Linked DNA regions of Macaca mulatta: all the other regions are linked to region 2. A link is a contact called in public Hi-C data. All regions are on one chromosome and are shown on one strand. Each heading gives the region's core, a stretch centred on a gene start, on an enhancer-like site or on the middle of the called end of the contact. The rest is flanking DNA. Distances are from core to core; before and after follow the strand shown. Region 1 holds the start of LIN54 (lin-54 DREAM MuvB core complex component). Region 2 holds the start of HNRNPD (heterogeneous nuclear ribonucleoprotein D). Region 3 holds the start of THAP9 (THAP domain containing 9).

The links. A called contact is a pair of places that touch in the nucleus more often than the background predicts.
Region 1: a Hi-C map of liver shows a contact between it and region 2, with 7 times the contacts expected there. The contact joins the promoter of LIN54 here to the promoter of HNRNPD in region 2. A contact is called at or near these places in 2 of 14 Hi-C or Micro-C datasets (fetal cortex germinal zone and liver).
Region 3: a contact with region 2 is called in a Hi-C map of fetal cortex germinal zone, with 2.7 times the contacts expected there. The contact joins the promoter of THAP9 here to the promoter of HNRNPD in region 2. A contact is called at or near these places in 3 of 14 Hi-C or Micro-C datasets (fetal cortex germinal zone, fetal cortical plate and liver).

Annotation. Positions count from the first base shown.
Region 1 is chr5:50,758,958-50,762,984 of T2T-MMU8v2.0, forward strand. LIN54 (lin-54 DREAM MuvB core complex component) reads left to right here and starts at 2,290. Exons shown (of 11, transcript XM_028848456.2): 1 at 2,290-2,439.
Region 2 is chr5:51,439,222-51,443,768 of T2T-MMU8v2.0, forward strand. It overlaps HNRNPD (heterogeneous nuclear ribonucleoprotein D), which reads left to right and starts at 2,946. Exons shown (of 9, transcript NM_001260807.2): 1 at 2,946-3,491. The coding sequence starts at 3,259. LOC114678302 (a long non-coding RNA gene) reads right to left here and starts at 2,627. Exons shown (of 2, transcript XR_003729639.2): 1 at 2,140-2,627; 2 at 1-810.
Region 3 is chr5:50,872,581-50,876,909 of T2T-MMU8v2.0, forward strand. It overlaps THAP9 (THAP domain containing 9), which reads right to left and starts at 1,918. Exons shown (of 5, transcript XM_015138417.3): 1 at 1,771-1,918. It overlaps LOC106998329 (a long non-coding RNA gene), which reads left to right and starts at 2,155. Exons shown (of 5, transcript XR_003729637.2): 1 at 2,155-2,318; 2 at 2,429-2,573.

The DNA.
Region 1 (4,027 bases), core at 1,040-3,539, 680 kb before region 2:
TAAACCACATACTTTGTCATGATGTAAATTCTTTTCTTTTTTTTTTTTGAGACGGAGTCTGGCTCTGTTGCCCAGGCTGGAGTGCAGTGGCGTGATCTCGGCTCACTGCAACCTCTGCCTCCCAGGTTCACACCATTCTCCTGCCTCAGCCTCCCGAGTAGCTGGGACTACAGGCGCCCGCCACCACGCCCGGCTAATTTTTTTTATGTGTTTAGTAGAGACGGGGTTTCATCGTGTTAGCCAGGATGGTCTCAATCTCCTGACCTCGTGATCCACCTGCCTCAGACTCCCAAAGTGCCCGGATTACAGGCATGAGCCACCGCGCCCGGCTTGTAAATTCTTTTTACTACCACATTGCTGGAATTTGATAACTTTTTTTTTTTTTTGAGAGTCTCACTCTGTTACCCAGGCTGGAGTGCACTGGTATGACCTCGGCTCACTGCAAACTCTGCTTCTCGGGTTCAAGTGATTCTCCTGCCTCAGCCTCCTGAGTAGCTGGTACTACAGGCGCATTCCACCATGCCCGGCTAATTTTTGTATTTTTAGTAGAGGCAGGGTTTCCCCATGTTGGCCAGGCTGGTCTCAAACTCCTGACCTCAGGTGATCCACCTGCCTCAGCCTCCCAAAGCGCTGGGATTACAGGTGTGAGCCACTGCGCCTGGTCTGATAATATCTTAATTCTTTTTATTTAAAAAAAAATTATTTTGTAGAGATGGAATCTCACTACGTTGCCCAGGCTGGTCTCAAACTCCTGGCCTCAACCCATCCTCCTGCTTCGGTCTCCCAGAGTCCTGCGATTACAGGTGTGAGCCACAGCACCAGATCAATAACATCTAAATAATCAATTTTCCCTTCATAACAAAATCATAGTGAGAAAGGAAGTTTCCCTTCTCTTTTTTGGGCACTGTTTGTCTTGGGTTTTAGTATGAGAGTTATGCTGCCTTGTGGAATAAACTGGGAAAGGGTCTCCCTTTTTTGAGATTTGTTTGGTCTCTCTAAAATCTAGCCAGTTTTGGGTACCCCATCGCACTCTCTTCTTCCTTCCAGTGGTGCGCCAACAGTACCATCAATCATTTTACCATGAGGATTTCTCACACTAGCTCTCAAGGTTCCTCATAAAGTGGGCTCACAATGCTGATCTCCAACAAAGCCTTTGTGTCTTTCAACTTTATCACATTCCTTGCACATGTCACAGACCTTACCATTTTCAAGGCTTTGCTAATTTCATGACATCTGCCTTGTTAAATCCTGACTATTAGTGTTTGGGCTGGTACTGGGTGTTGATTATGGCACAAGGGAACTAACATTTTAGGCAGAGACAGTGTACCTGCTTAGCACCCTTCATTTTATTTAATCATCAGAATTCTGGGAAGTTTTGTTATTTTTATTTGCTGGATAGGAAAATAAACGTTATACACTAATAAACGGAGGTGCCACTAAATACCAGTACCGCTTGATTCCAAAGTGATTGCTGCCTCCACTAGTTTCACCTCCTCCATTGTGTTCCCTAGGTAGTCTCTGATGCTGACCTGTATGTCCTCCGTGCTCCATTAGCAAATTATACACTGTACCGCACCATCTTACATTTACACTCTTGTATTTTCTATTTTTTCATATCTGTAGTGCTTGTCTCACACACAGCAGTTAATAATCTCTCAGAATATTTTTTCTTTTTCCCCTCAGAATGATCTCTCAGCGTCTGGTCATCCGACTCCGTATTTGGATATCATATAAATCGCGGGAAAAAATAAAAGGTGATTAAATACAAATAATTTTGACTGTGTTAGTCTTAGCTGTGTGTTGCAAGAAAAAAACAAAAGGTCTCTTTCAAAATAAGTTTAACTCTCAATGATCTCCCTGGGGCTTTTTAGCGACCCCTGCAAAATTAGTGCCTAAAAACACAGTGACTTGGCATTTGTGACTACTGATCACCTCCTCACTCAAGCACATCAAACAGCGGGATATCCTGGAAGTCGCACCTACAGCTCACACTTCCTAACAAGGAAAGCTAGACGAAGGGACGGTCTTTCCCAACAGCAGCGCGATGCGGGTCCTCCCCCCACCAGCTTCAGTGGGATGGAACATTCCGTGCGATCACTTTGACCGGGCGCCACTCGGAGTCACGTGGAGCTGTAGCGCCCCGGCGGAGCCGGGCGGAATAACGCGGGCTCGGGTTGCCAAGAGGAGGGGCGAGGCACCGCGGAAGAGGCGGAGCGAAGGAAGCCGGCCGTGGGGCGGGGTGCTGAGCGCAGGGGCGGGCAGAGAGGGGCGCGCGGGCGGGGAGGGCCCGGCGTATTATGGGATGCGGCGGTGGAATGGCGCTGGGCGCGTGATTTTGAACAAACCCTGGTCTGTGTCTCGGAGGCGCCGCCGCCGCCGCTGCTGCTGGGAGCCCAGGGAGCGCCGCGCGACTAGGAGGCGGCGGCGCCGCCGGCTTTGGTGAGTGTCAGCCGCCGGGATGGGGGCTACTGGGCGGGCGGGCGGGAAGGGGGAACCGGCCCCCGCTGCGAGTGGCTGCGCGGGCGGAGAGCGCTGGACCGCTCCCTCCGGGAGCCCGGGCCGGTGGGCCTTGGCGGGGAGCGGGAACCCGCCAGCGGGGTCAGCCGCGCCCCTTCCCTGGGCTGCGGGGGGCGGAGGATCCTCGGGGCTCCGTCTCTTCCCGCCGGCTCCCGGGAGGGTGGCTGTCACCCGGCAGGGCCAGCGCTCGGCCAGCCGCCTGCCTGGCGGTCTGGAGGAAGGGCTCCCGCGGCTGTTGACACGCACACTGCGCGACCCAACAAGCCGGCCGTGGCTGCCCCGGGTTTCTGGGAACCGGTTTTGCTGCTGTGTCATTTTGTGCCAGTCCCTCCTCTCCCTACTGCCCGCCGCCGCGTTCTTCCTATGCCCCTTTGTATAGGCTCTTGTTCGTGCGTGTCCGTTTTCCTCGCGAAGCCCACCAGCCAAATGTCATAATGTTCCCGAGGTGCACGGGGGAAGGGAGCGGGCCGGGACTTAGCTTGGACAGCAACGGTAAACAACCAAGCAGAGTGCGGATGGACGGGGCCGTCAGTAGGGAAATGAAGTTTAAAGATGAAGTAACTGATAACACTTTACACTCTCAGCATCTGGCAGTCTGCATATAAAAACAGCAATTGGGGTGGGTGGTAGACAGCCCTTGTTGAAGGCTGAATCTACCGACTTTTATATGGAGTTGCCATTGAAACAAGGTAGGGAAATGAAATGACTTTTTCAACTTCAACCTTAATCTTCTTACACTAACTTAGACAGTAGAGTGGCCCTGTTCGCAGCCTTGAAATTCAGTTTGCCCAGAGCTTATATTGTAGTTGAATGATAAAGAATTAAGTTTTTGGTTGGTTAACTCTTTTTGAAATTGACAAAGGCAGCCAGTTTCCTTTTTTTTTTTTTTTTTAAGTGTTGGTCTCAGAAGAAGCCTTGCAGCTTATGTTTTGTTATTTTTTAAATGATTAAGAATTATCTCTGTTCTCTTTTGGTTACTTATTCAACTGACTGATGACAGGAGCTGTTAACTCTCACTTACCTAGTAGGTAACTCTAGGGTCTTGTTCTGAAGCAAGCTGTTTATTTTCACTGTATTGAACAAATATATCAGCAGCAGATGGTTTTTTTTTTTTTAATTTGATGACTTAGATCCTAAAAACATTTGGCAAATACTTTTAGCTTAGAGTTATATTTTCAATATTTTAGAAATTGATCATTCATGAATGTTTCTACAATTAGTTCAATACATTTTAAATCTAGTTGCGCTTTGACGTCTTAAACCGATGACAGATTGGAAGTCACAGTGTTCATGGACAGAAATGACCAGATAAAATTAAGTTGGAGAGGAAGACAGCTCAGAACTTTATTTTTTAAAATGAAGTGTTTTGACCAGCTCACCTGCATGAGGAGTGCTGCCTGTAATTGACAAAGGTGTCAAAGGTCGAACATGCATATGGAAATAGCTCATCCTGTCAAAGTAGTTCCGCAGGTGGGGTAAAATGTCAAAGTTGGTGAATGACATTAAGGGT
Region 2 (4,547 bases), core at 1,696-4,195:
TCTCAAATTCCTGGGCTCAAGCAATCCTCCCTCCTTGACCTACCAAAGTGTTGGGATTGTAGGCATAAGCCACAGCACCTGGCCAAAAGCGGTTTTTTTTTTTTTTAAATGCCAGAGATGAAATGAGATGGTGTGGAGACTTTCAAGTCCCTGGAAGAACACCTAGTGTGCTTGAAAGCCCCTTAGCCTAGCAAGTTGGACATACCTAGTATTTTGTCATTCAATAATTCAACTGGCAATTATATAGTGTGGATATATTGCTGCTGTGTGTGTGTGTGTGTGTGTATGTGTGTGTGTGTGAGAGAGACAGTGTGTTAGGGAGGGAGGGATACATAGAAGACACTGTTTTTTAAGAACTCATGGTCTAGTAGAAAACAAGAATAACAGAGGTAAAGATAAAGGGCTGTGAAAAGGGATGATTAATTCTGCCTCAGGAAGCCTAGGAAGACTTCACATAAATAGTAACAATTGTTTTTGAGACAGGGTCTCACTCTGCCTTTTTCTCACTGCAGCCTCCACCTTCCAGGTTCAAGTGATCCTCCCACTTCGGCCTCCGGAGTAGCTGGAACAACAGGAACCACCACGCCAGGCTAATTTTCTGACTTTTTGTAGAGGCAAAGTCTCACCGTGTTGCCCAGGCTGATCTCCAACTCCTGGAGGCAAGCAATCCTTCCGACCTGGCCTCTCAAAGTGCTGGATTACCGGCGTGAGTCACTACATCTGCCAGAAGTTAAGTGAGTTCCAAGAGGAATATAGCGTAGATGCAGGAGCACATCCTGGATGTAGAGATCTTGGCCATAATACGAAGAGCTATCGGTGATACAGACATCATACATCCTCATTAAAGCATATAGTAAAGTTGTTAGCTTTAAAATCATTCCTAGGTTGTCTGGAATTTTTGACATAAATTCTAAGAATTCCAGAAGCTCCTAAGCTACATGGGAAATGAAGATGAACCGTTTTGGAAAAGTCACTATTACCAAAAGGTGGGTATGTCTAATGATATCTTAAGATCAAAATAAATGATAATTACCCTCGCCTGAAGCCAGAAAGATTAAACAGACTTCCCTTCAGTCAATCATCTTAGTTGTTTCTAACCAGGAATATACGTTTCAGCACCATACCCACTTTATCCTTTGCTAATATTCTGGCAGGTGGAGACAAATGTGGAGTCACTACCACTTTAAGATAAACATTCTTGGTATTATCTTTACATGACTATTACAGGAGTTTGGTAAGATTATATTTTTAGGACGTTTTCAGAATTTGACCTGTATTCTTAAGTTTTAATTATTCTTTAATGTAAATTCTACTAATTTGATTAAGAAAACTTATTTATAATCTTCCTTTGAGATTTTTGGATAGTGCCCAATTAATACAAATTCGTTTAACTACAGTGGAAAAACAAATATTTAATTTTTTTTTTTTTTGAGACGGAGTCTCGCTCTGTTGCCCAGGCTGGAGTGCAATGGTGCGATCTCCACTCATGGCAAGCTCCGTCTCCCGGCTTCCAGTCATTCTCCTGCCTCAGCCTCCTGAGTACCTGGGATTAAAGGCACCCGCCACCACGCCCGGCTAATTTTTGTAATTTTAGTAGAGACGTGGGTTTCACCATGTTGGTCAGGCTTGTCTCGAACTCCTGACCTCATGATCCGCCTGCCTCGGCCTCCCAAAGTGCTGCGATTATGGGCGTGAACCATCGCGCCCGGCCCAAATACTTAAACTCTTAAGGTTTTTGCTGGATTCTGCAAACTCGTCTTTGTCTCCCCCGTGCCCGAACACTTACTAAAGAGGCAAATAATTATTTGTTGACTACCGAAGTACCTAAAAGCTTCATTTTCTTCTAAGGATACCGCTGGAAGCAGCAAATCCCAAAGCCCGAATAATCCAGTCTCCAGCCGAGGCATCGGGAATTTTTATAAAAATTACTTTTTATACACCTTAGTGAAATGCCTAACGGTGTTACAAGAAAACAAAACAAAACAACCACACACAACAAAAAAACCCAAACCCGAACACAAACTCATAAAGCTCGTAAAGATGACTCACGACATTTATATATCCTATGTAGGACTAAAGAACATTAAGCGAACCCTTGATTTAACACACTTTCCAATTGACGTAAAGGAATCACGGTACCTTTTAGGATCTCTAAACAACAAAAGCAAAGCAAAAACGATGTTTTCCTTAAGATATGCAAGTTACCTGCTTCTTCGACCAAAAAAAAAAAAAAAAAATTTCAGGAGAAAAGCAGGCAAACAAAAATCTTACTTGGAAAGTCAAATCTTAAAAAGAAGCCCTATCGGCCCAGCGGCGATAGACGAAAACCTCAATGTCACCCGGTCCCGGGCGGCGACGGCAGGAAGGAGTTGCGGCAATCAGTGCGCGCGCGGTCCGCTGCGGCGCCTGGCGCTCCGCAGGCGTCCGGGTGGACAGAGTCAGGGGCACAGGGCTGACATCTCAGGGCTAATTCCCTCCTCGAGTGCGTACATCCAGGCTTAAGCCGCCGCAGGGTGTGAGCCTCCCCTCCCCCACCTGAACGCCGCAGCTGCACGGGGAACTGCCGCCTTCGCGGAGGTGCAGCCACACCACGGCCTGATGCTGCTGCTCCAGCCAGCTACTGGAGTGTTGGGGAGGGGTGAGTGGACTCCAGGAATCCTCGGAAGGGCGGGGGCGGAGGCAGGGGGCCCCTCTAGCCGCTACTTCGAAACAGCACTCCTTGTTCTCGATGGTCCCCGCGCGACCGTCTTAGCTCACGACACTTCCGGTTCCTTTTAAAGGCCCCCACAGGCTGTGCGACGCCGAGCGTGAGAGGAAGGTATAAAGGGGAGCGAGAGGGCGGGACCAAAGAGGAAAGGGAAAAAAAAAACCTAGGGGGAGAGGGGTGGGGGGGACGCGCGAAGGGCGCGCTCTCGCATCACGTGACCGGGACGCGCCGTTCTTCCGTCGGCCATTTTAGGTGGTCCGCGGCGGCGCCATTAAAGCGAGGAGGAGGCAAGAGCGGCCGCCGCTGGTGCTTATTCTTTTTTAGTGCAGCGGGAGAGAGCGGGAGTGTGCGCCGCGCGAGAGTGGGAGGCGAAGGGGGCAGGCCAGGGAGAGGCGCAGGAGCCTTTGCAGCCACGCGCGCGCCTTCCCTGTCTTGTGTGCTTCGCGAGGTAGAGCGGGCGCGCGGCAGCGGCGGGGATTACTTTGCTGCTAGTTTCGGTTCGCGGCAGCGGCGGGTGTAGTCTCGGCGGCAGCGGCGGAGACACTAGCACTATGTCGGAGGAGCAGTTCGGCGGGGACGGGGCGGCGGCAGCGGCAACGGCAGCGGTAGGCGGCTCGGCGGGCGAGCAGGAGGGAGCCATGGTGGCGGCGACACAGGGGGCAGCGGCGGCGGCGGGAAGCGGAGCCGGGACCGGGGGCGGAACCGCGTCTGGAGGCACCGAAGGGGGCAGCGCCGAGTCGGAGGGGGCGAAGATTGACGCCAGTAAGAACGAGGAGGATGAAGGGTGAGTAAGGGGCAGCCCAGGATAGTCAGGCCCAACTAGTCCCCCTCCCCCTCATTCCCCCGCCATTAGGCCTGGTTCCCGCTCTCAGCCTGTTCTCCGGGCCCCCATGTAGCCTTCTTGTTCTGGTGTCCCCTTTTCTATGTTGGGTTCCCCGGACCTTCATTTCCTCCTTCCTTTGCCTGCTTATCGCCCCCCTCCCCCATCACACACGTTTCCACCTTTAGCCGTCACCATGCTGCTCCTCGGCCCGCCCTCCTTTCCTCCCTCGCCCTGGGTCTCCTCCCACCGACTTAGCCGCCAGGATTTTTTCCCGCCTGTCGAGGGGTACCTTTTTTTCTTTCCATGCTGTCCCCTCTTTTTCCCAAATTCTAAAGTCTTGGGCATAAAAACACAGACAGACACAAAAAGCTTCCCTGTTTGTATTGCTAAGGTTTATTTGGTGCTTCTCCACCATCCTGAAACGATGCGATTGTTTATAAGCGCATGTTTTGGGGAACGCGTAGGCTGTCCACTTCTGCCTCTCCCTTGTCGGTCTCAGGCCGAATGTTTTCTTGGGATTTTGAATAAGTTTGCCTAAGGACTTACTCATTTTCTTTACCATACGCTATCGCACAATGGCATGTTCATATAGGCCCTATATTTTGACGTGCAGACCAAATGAGCTCCGGTGAAATGCTGCGACTTTCTTGTTGGTACGTTGGTTTTGCTCCGCGGGCTCAGGTTAAGTTCCTAGTCGGTGGGGCCTGCACTTGACTGGAGCTGTTCCTATCTCCGGCCTAGTGTCTACCCTTCCCCCACCCCCGAGTTATTCTAACCGCGCACCCTTTTCGCGCCCTCAGCTATTGGGCTCCCCAACTATTAGTACAGATTGTAACTTACTTTTTATGTGCAACCTAATTTTTTACAACCTCCAGTCCCGTTTTTTTCCCGGTGCCCAGGATCCTATTTTGGTGTCTTGATTTCTCTTTCCCGCCCACTAAGGGAGGCCTATAGTCCTCTTAAGAGAAACAAATCCTGTATTGTGCTATGGGATACTTTTTTTTTTTTTGGTGCAAA
Region 3 (4,329 bases), core at 668-3,167, 570 kb before region 2:
TTTTTAACTCATGGAACATATTTGCAAGGGAGCTTTTCCACAGATTTGGTATAGTCTCTAAATGTGCAAGCAACCCTCAAAAGTTGGCTGGTCCAACAACTTCTATTACTAGCGTGGTCCTCTGATGCAAAGCTTCCCAACTGGTATGCCTAGTGAGTACAGCTGTTGATATTGGCCTGGGACACCTGAGTAGTTACTTCAAGGCAGCCCCAGAGAGTGCTGCAGGTTTGCCCCCAAAGTATTGAACAATTATTTCCTATGCGTAAAATGCTATGAAAAAGGCTGGGGCTGGGCAGGGTGGCTCATGCCTGTAATCCCAGCCCAGAAGCTGGAGACCAACCTGGGCAACACACTGAGACCTCTTCTCTACCAAAAAAAAAAAATAGCCGGGGTGGTGGCCTGTGCCTGTAGTCTCATGAGGCTGAGGTGGGAGGATCACTTGAGCCTGGGAGATAGAGGCTGCGCTGAGCTGTGATAGTGCCACTGCTCTCCAGCCTGGGCAACAGTGAGACCCTGTCTCCAAAAAAAGGAAAAACAAAAAAAAAAAAGAAGAAGAAAAAGGTTGGGAAATATTGTAGTCTAACTAGCATAACTAGTTTTGAGTTCTGGAAAAAATTAAATTGGTAATAATACCATTTTTAAAGCATTTACCTTGTGCTCTACGTATGCTATAAAGTCTTACGTTTTGGTTTTACAAAACTCTACAAGGCAGGTTTTTATTCCTCTTACAGAAGAAGAAACCAAGACCCAGAACTAAGTACAGAGATCAGTAAATAATCAATTAAAATTTGAATTCATGTCTCCCTAGTTTAAAGCTACCTCTATCACAAGAAAAATCCCAAATCAATTATCGTCTCACATACAGAATGAATTGGTTCACACTGTTAACAATTTAGGTGGAGGGATCAGCCTTATTTAAAACATTAAAAAAAAAAAAAAAAAATCAATGAATTTGATACACAGCCTACCATACATAATCCAAACTCCTTAACCTGGCATTTAAATTTTTTAAATGACTTGTCTCTCAGGTACTTTCCCATTCCTCTATATTTGCACTTTCTATCCTTTACATTTTCCCATGCCATTCCTAACTACCCTCTTCCTAAACCCATTTTCCAACCATAAAGTTCTTTTCGATCGTTCCATAAATCTGCTTTTGTCTGGGATGATCTCTTTTACCCACTTTTCTACTTGCCGGTACACTCTGAATACTGATTTGAATGACCTATAGCAGTCTGAACCATGGATAAGTTCAGATAAGACTGGTCTGAAATTCTTCCCCACTGTCGAGCCAAACGAAACTTCCCCATGATCAAATCCAACCAGAATCGGACCGGCCTTGTAGAGCTCGGCTAATAGCACTTAAGAACTTTCAATGTCTGCCAGTACAGGAGAAAACTGATCTGTACTCGTGCTCAGGAACACGCCACACACTTCAACCGTTGTCCCAAACTGCCTTCCCTTCCGGCCTCCTCACTTTAAATAATAAGACCATCCAATTAATGGAGGACTCCTTTCGCGTAACTCTCGCTACAGCGGTAAGCGGTGCGAGACCCGGCTACAAAGAGGTAAACACTGAGCGAAGAGAGAGAACCTCAATTCTCACAGTGCCCCAACTCCGCTCCCACGCCCCGACGCTGCGCACGTCACGTCACGTCGCGTCACATCCACTGCACGACCCACAGTGCGGCCCCGCCCCGCCCCACGCCGCGCTACGGCCCGCCGGGCCCCGCAGGGAGTTCGAAGGTCCGAGGCTGCTCCCATACGCACTGGTGGAAGGAGAGGCCGCGCTCCCGGCTGAGCACGGTGTCACGGGTGCTGCAGCCCACTGCGGAGCAACTTCGGGTCATCTTCTTGTTACGTGGGGCCCCACCTTCGGGGTTCCCGCGACAGCATGAATCACGACCACTTTAGCTCCGCCCGTTGACTGCGGCTACGACCTTTATTTGTCAGGAAAGGCGGGCTTTAGAGGCGCGGGACTTCCACACTTCCTCTCCGAAGGCCCTGCGCCGGTACCGTAGCCAATCACAGGCCACGTTGTGTCGCAGCAGCCAATCGGAAGGGCCTGAGCCTGAAGACGTGCACTTGACCCCTCCTCCTTCCGTGTTGGAGGCCCAATAGTGGGTTTTGCTGCCACCGGTTCATTTTCCTTCTGTTTTCACCCATTCTGGCACAATCCGCCGCCATCGTCGTTCTTTGTGAGACCGAGCCTGAAAATGCGAAGCAGAGAGGCAGGACCAAAATTGAGACGAATCCGGGAACCTGCCAATGGGTCTCCGGATGCGTTCTCTGAAACTGGAGGATATCGGGAGGAAAGGGTATGGAAAAGAGATAAAACACGGTGCCCTAGGTATGTTGAAGACAGAGTCGGGCCCAAAATACATGATTTACTGAGATGCGTGTCGTGTTCTTGCGCTTTATCTTGTAGCTCTCCGATGCGGAGATAATGCGGAAACTCTTGGCATGGTTGGCTGTAGGTACCTGATACGGGAGGAGCGGGAGTCAAACAGGATACGCCGACTTTTAATTCGAGGAACCCTTTTCTGAAACACTGCCACAATGAAGGACATAAGGTAAGGTTCTTGGGGCTCGTCATTAGTAATAGGGGCAGGGGACAAGGGGCAATTAAGTGGTTTTGGTTGGGAATGAGGCGTTATGGATAGCTTTCAGGAGAAAAAGCTTAGAACAATGTCTTAGTTATAAGCCCTTATGTTTGAGGAAGAGATTCAATTTGCTTAGAAGGAAACAGGCAGTGTGTTTTTGTCTCTGAGGAGATCCTTAGCATACAGAAAATAGAAGGGTTTGCAACTTTTCCGTTTCTTTGTATAGCACACAAAAATAATTCCAAATATCCAGGCCTAACAAGATTGCTTCTTTTTCCCCTTTGTGTTTACTTTGTCCTGATTACAGCCGAAAAGACACATATTAAGGTATTATTTATTCACACCAGTTTTCCACTAAAATATGTTTATGTCTTCTTTGGATGGAATTAATAGCTTTTGGTTATGGTTCCTTAAAAGTCACACGGCCTAAGGATAGTCAAGGAACTTTGGAAAAATTGGTCCCTGGGGGATGTGCAGGGAAAATACTTTTTGGCTGTAAGATGTGTGCAGAGAGTAGGAACTGGATTTAAATACTGTAAGTTGGTTGGGCTGTTGGAGCCTTTTCATACTCAACCAATTAAGACCTGAATGAGGCTGAATAAAAATACATTGTTTTTAGCTGTCTTTGAGGAAAAAATCAGTTGCCTTGTATTTTTGTAACAGTTTTATTCAGATATAATTCTCATACCATACAACTAACTGGTTTAAACTGTACAATTCAGTGGGTTTTAGGATATGCACAGAATTGTGCAATAGTCACAATCAATCTTAGAACATTTTCATCACTCCAAAAAGAAACCTCATTTTTTTTTTTTTTTTTTTTGAGACGGAGTTTCGCTCTGTCGCCAGGCTGGAGTGCAGTGGCGCGATCTTGGCTCACTGCAAGCTTCGCCTCCCAGGTTCACGCCATTCTCCTGCCTCAGCCTTCCAAGTAGCTGGGACTACAGGCGCCGGCGACCACACCCGGCTAATTTTTTGTGTTCTTAGTAGAGACGGTTTTCACCATGTTAGCCAGGATGGTCTCGATCTCCTGACCTCGTGATCCACCTGCCTCGGCCTCCCAAAGTGCTGGGATTACAGACGTGAGCCACCGCGCCTGTCCGAAACCTCATTCTTATTAGCAGTACCTCCAAATATTCCCCCACCCCGCTTCAGCAACCACTAATTTACTTTCTGTGTGCCCATGCCTGCTCTGTACACTTCATGTAAATGGAATTATAAACTAATATATGGTCCTTGTGATTGGCTTCTTTCACTTGGAATGTTTTCAGAGTTCATCCATCTTATAGCACGTATCAGTACTTTATTTTTTATTGCTGAATCGTATTCCATTTTATGGATGTAGCAGATTTTGTTTATCTGTTCATCAGTTGGAGGGCATTTGGGTTTTTCCTTTTTTTTTTTTTTTTTTTTTTTTTAATTGTTAGGAACATTTGTGTACAAGTTTTTGTGTGGACAAATGTTTTCATTTTCCTGATTACACACCTAAGAGTGAAACTGGTGAGTCATAAGGTAACTAACTGTGTTTAACTTCTTGAGGAAGTGCCAGATTATTTTCCCTAGTAGCTGCAACATTTTACATTCCCACCAGCAGTGGATGAGGCTGTCAGTTTCTCCACATTTGTGGTGTGAAGTGACTGTCTCATCGTGGTGTTTACCTTTTCTTAAGGACTCAAAATTTGTTTGCAGATACAGGCCTTCACTTGCCATTTTCTTAAGGTAGAGT